Linked DNA regions of Gossypium raimondii: region 2 is linked to region 1. The links are chromatin contacts, called in public Hi-C maps. All regions are on one chromosome and are shown on one strand. The core of a region is the stretch at or near the end of the contact, and the rest is flanking DNA. Distances in the headings are between cores, read along the strand shown.

Evidence for each region. Hi-C and Micro-C count contacts between places; a contact is called where the count stands out from the background.
Region 2: a contact with region 1 is called in a Hi-C map of leaf, with 1.7 times the contacts expected there. The contact joins the promoter of LOC105776380 here to the enhancer-like site in region 1. A contact is called at or near these places in 2 of 2 Hi-C or Micro-C datasets (both in leaf).

The regions. Positions count from the first base shown.
Region 1 is chr10:21,069,845-21,072,544 of ASM2569854v1, reverse strand. No RefSeq gene overlaps it. Among protein-coding and RNA genes, the nearest start is that of LOC128033906, 18 kb to the left of the region's middle. Within about 2 kb of position 1,379, the one cell type or tissue checked has open chromatin away from gene starts, as enhancers often do. A contact at or near this core is called in leaf, where this site is marked.
Region 2 is chr10:21,142,249-21,144,948 of ASM2569854v1, reverse strand. LOC105776380 (transcription initiation factor TFIID subunit 1) reads right to left here and starts at 1,375. Exons shown (of 21, transcript XM_012598995.2): 1 at 1,094-1,375; 2 at 887-1,005. The coding sequence starts at 1,115.

The sequences.
Region 1 (2,700 bases), core at 130-2,629:
AATTTATTGGTACATCCTCATTGTTTTATACTTCCTCATGTTTTATGGAATTCTCTCGTAAGTTTTGGTACTTTTAATATTTCTTAATATTCCCTCATAATTTTTATGTATCCTCATATATTTACATCCTCATATTTTTGGTATCCCTCATAACTTTTGGTATCCGATCATAATTTTGGTACTTCCTCATATTTTTTTTGGTTTTCTTTCATAATCTTTTATACATCTAAGTTTTGGTACTTTCTCATAATTTTGGTACTTCCTTATATTTTTTGTATTTTCTCATATTGATTTGTATTCTATCATAATTTTTTGTATTGTTTCGAAAGGAAGGTTTGGTACGATATATAATTTTGGAGTAAATAAAAAATATTATTTTAAATATTAAGAAATTTGTAGCGACCTAAAAATTTTTGCTCGGGCGCTAGTCAAAGTGATTATGGAAAATTTAAAAGCAGAGTCTCGATTTTATTTAAAAAAAAGGGAGTCGCCACCGATCTTTTTTTTTCTAGGTGTGATCGGTCACCTATTAAATTCTCTTTTTAAAAGATAATTTTTTGAAATTTTCTTTAAAAGAGTCAATTTTAGATCCACGTTAAAAAATCCAGAGAAAATTATAGTTCGGGAGTCGGTTACGCGCGAGGAAGGTATTAGCACCCTAGCGACGCCCAAAATTGGTATCTCGTTAAGTGCGTGTTGTCTTAATTTTCAAAAATACGAGTTCAATTTAATATTTAATCGTGATCCGATTGAAACACAAGAATTTTTTTTTAAAACACGAGAATTTGTTGAAAATACGAAAACACGAATTTTTTTAAAAACGCGAAAGTTTTGATAAATTACATGTTATCGTACTATATACATTTTTAAAGACAAAATTTTGATAAATTTACTGATAATTACAAAAATACATATTTTATTTCAAAACACGAGAATTTTTAAGTTTTTCATTTTTTTAAAAGGGCGTCCCGAATTTAACACGAGCCAAATATATTCACCCAACATAGCGATGAAAATATACGACTTAATGTTAAATCGGTTCGTCGCCTTATTTATGAAAATTAAAAATAATAAAATTAAATAAGAAGTATAAAAAAATGCTAAAAAAAACCAAGAATATTAAAGATGAAATGTCATAAAAATACGTAAATTAAATTAAAAGTGAGTAAAAAAGAAAATTACCAAAAACTCGAAAATACGAGCTTGATGAACGGAATACACGACCTTTTTTCCTTTTTTCTTTTTTTCTTTCATCTTTTCTCTTTTTTTTTTCTTTTTTTCTTTCTTTTTTCCTTTTTTTCCTTCCTTTATTCTGGACTGGGCTGGGCTAGCTGTTGGGCCTGCTGTTGGAACGGGCCTGGGGGCCTGCTGATGCTGGGATGGGTTTGCTGGCCTGCTGTTGGGCCTGGCGCTGGGTTGGGCCTGCGCTTGGGCTGGCCTGCTAGGCCTGCTATGGGAGTTGTTTTTTTTTTTTGCTGCTGTATTTTTTTTGGGGGTTGCGGTTCTGGTGGGCTGCTCAGGTCAGGTGCGGGTTGGATCCGAGTTGGGTCAATCGACCTGACTATTTTAAAAAAAATTATTTTTTTCTCTTTTTCTTTTCCTTTTTTTTCCATTCTTCTTCTTTTTCTTCATCTTCCTTCTTCTTTTTCAAAACCTTAGCTTGCCCTGCCGCCTCTTTCACGCCGCTGCTGCCGTCGTCTCTACCGTTGGGCCGACGTCGAAGGCTCTTCTCTTCTCCTCTTTTTTTCTTTTTCTTTTCTTTCTTTTCTCTTCTCTTTTTTCGAAAAAGCTCTCTTTTTTTTCTTTTTCGTTTTGTGGGGGGGTCTTGATTTTGGGGTTTTAAACCCATTTTATAGTGATTTCTTTGCTTCTTTTTGTAGGTGGCAGGTTGCTAGGGAGAAGGGAGGCCATACCCTAGGCCGGTGGCCGAAAATCGTGGGGATTAGGTGCGCAAATCAAGTTTGGCTGCCAGAAGGACCAGATTGCAAACGCAGCAAAACTTCTGGGGCCAAAATATAATTTTGAGAAAATTTAGGAGTCAAAATGTAATTTTGAAAAGTTTATGGGTCAAAATGTAATTTCAAAAATTTTAAGGGTCAAAATATAATTTTAGAAAAAATTAGGGGTCAAAATGTGATTTCAAGAAGTTTAAGGGTCAAAATATAATTTTTTATTTTTTTTATTTTTTGAATTTTTAAAAAAAATTAAACACGACAAAACCCGGAGAAAATTTAGTGCTTACAGCTGCCCCTCTTTGCTCATCACTGTGAAACAGGGATAGAGCAAAGACTTAAAAGCATTGAATTTTGTTCGACTATCCAAAATTTTATTTTTATTTAAAAAATAGAAATCGAGAAAAGCTCTGCGTGCGATTCTTTTTTTTTTTTGAAAAATAGAAATTGAAAAATACCTCGGCTTGTGACTTGAGGCTCAACTCACCTCTCGCAATATGAGTTGATTTTGAAAAAAAAAAAAGAAATTAAAAAATACCTCGTCGTGTGACCTGAGGCTCAACTCACCTCTCGCAATATGAGTTGATTTTTTTTGAAAAACGGAAATTTAAAAGAAATACCTCGGCATGTGTCCGAGGCTCAACTCACCTCTCGCAATATGAGTTGATTTTTTGAAAAAAACAGAAATTTAAAAAAAATACCTCAGCATGTGACCTGAGGCTCAACTCACCACTCGCAATATGAGTTG
Region 2 (2,700 bases), core at 126-2,625, 72 kb before region 1:
ACAAAGTCCTTCAGATCCAAAGGAAGCTAACCTCAAATAATTATTATATCATTTATAATTCCCATATAAAATCCAGTGCCACAAGTTTTTTTTTTTTTGTTAGTTTAAATGTTAAATGATGTGTCAGTATCATTAGTGCTTTCGACTAATTTGCTTGGGTTCGCTAGTCTGAATTTGATCCTAATTTAGTTACAGAATATCCTTTTCTATGGCCTTTATTTTACATGGCTTGAGTCTTGTAATTGAACTAAATGAGATTGGCGAGTTTATTTCTCCAAACTTGTAAGAGTTTCATTCAACTTGATTCATATTTAATGGAGTTGAATTTGACAGGAATTTGCAGAACAAACGAGTTTATAAAAAACATGGTTATTCTCTGTATTTAAATTAAATTTAGCGATTCTTCAAATCAAATGAACTTTTGCACACCATGCACTTCATTCTAAACTCAATTAGAAATAGTTCACTGAAGCTTCAAGAGGCTTCTGTTCCACCACTCTTCAGGTGCAAAATCCAAATTAATATAAGCCTAAATCCTAATTGCTCCTTAAACACTAAAATAAGTACATTTACTTCTTCAGCAAAAACAAAAAGAAGCATAAAAGGCGAAGTGTTGCACTCTCCTTCCTCACATCAGCTTCATTTTATCCTATGCTCTCATCCAAACCCAGCTCCACCAAAAAGGCGAAGTGTTGCACATTCCAAACCCATCAAGAACTTGGGATTCCACATACTACTTAACATACAAAGTAAGCAAAGAACGAGCTTTAACGGCTTCATAAACGGCCACAACAGCGTAGAAATGTTTTGTTTAGGCTCACGCATAAATTGCCAACAATTTAAGCTCCGAGAAGAAAAGGGGATCAAATTATAAAAGAAAACTTACGTCATCAAGATAATCAGCATCAAGATCACCGGAGTTATCGACATTCCCAAACATAAAACCCAGAAGCCGATTACTCCCACCAGCTTCCTCCTCGTATTCTTCTTCATCGTCATCTTCATCTGCTCAAAAGAATGAAAAACAAAAGAGGCTTTACAATTCAATCCAAAGTAAAGGAAATGAAAGTGAAAAATATGTGAAATTGAAGACCTTGGAAGCTAGAGTGACCCATATTTCTTTATTTCTGCAAATCGAAGAAAACTGAAGAAAACCTAGAACAATTTAACCTAACCTAAACCCATGAAGTTCTTTAAGGGCTTTGGGGATTGAACTGAGAGAGAAAAGAATTAGAGGAAAGAACAAAATTTCGGTTTGATGGTTAATAAAAGAGGGAAATTAACAGAAAAAAAATTAAAATTAAAAAATATACATTTATCTGAATTTTTATAAAAAAAAATTGTGAAAATTGTATATAAGTGCTGGAAAACGAGCGACAAATTAAACTGAAATTTGGTTGCAGAGGCCAGGGGTATTTATAGAGGAGCTGTCGTCGAGTTCGATTTTTAGAATCTTAACGTAAATGGGCCAATTACCCACGTGTCTAATATCCGGTCCGACTTGAGATTTTTTAGCCTTTTTAACTGTTTTACGGCCCAATTTGATTCCACGGAGTTTTTCTTTTACTATCTTCGGTATTAATTTTAGGTTTTAGGTTTTGGAGTTTATTTTAAGAATATTCTCTTTATTTTATAGTTTTTAAATATTATTTGGTAAAATTTTCAAAAGAAATTATAAATATTTCTTAAAAATTCAAGTAAATAAAAAGTTAATCATAACTCTTATATAATATATTTCAAAAAAAATAGTTTTTATATAATACTTTTAAGTTAATTTTAATATAGAATCATTATTTTCACATCATACTAATTAAATTAATTTTTAGTGGCCGTAATTTTAAATTTATATTCCAAATATGCTCCAAAATGTGATGGCTCGAATTGGTTTTTTATTTCTCGCTTACCTTGAAATGAAGGGCGGCAGCAGAAAGGTAGGTAGGGGTTTATCCGGAAAATTTAATTTTTTACCTTTTGAAATTTGTAAAATTTTAAATTACTACACAGTAAATTTATACTTTTCTCTGTAAAATAATAATATTTTAATATTTTAAATGGTGAAATTATATTTTAATTCTTATAAAATTATACAATTTAATTCCATCATCCCTGATAAATTTTCTAACTAATCATACTTATTTCAAAAATATTTTTTTATTGATTTGAGGATGAGTGAACTACCTCTAGTAAGATAATTTAAACCTTCAAATCAAGTTGTCTCGATGAAATTTTGAATGCACTAAATCCTTTTTCTTCACCCTTCGATATAAATTTTATTTAATTTGTGACATTATTTTATCATATATATAATAATTTTAATTTAATACTTCTATTTAAACACTTTATTATATCGATATTATCATTAATTGAGTCGTCAACTTAATTATGAAATTATAGAAGTATTTTTTCTTTTAAACTATAATTAATTTATTATTATGATATTTTGTCTTTTCATATTTTATATCGTATTTAAATAAAATAATTTAAAACTATAAATCTAAGGATCAAACACATATTCAATAGTATTACAATACAAGTTCATTATTGTTCTACCTATATATTTATTATCGAATAAATTTTAAAAGAAAATCTTTGTAACTTAAAAAATTCTATTATATATATGAATAATATTTGGTACACCGTCAGTGAAGTTTTCAGACTCTACAAGTAAGATCAGGGTTGACAAGTGTCCTTTAGGAGCAT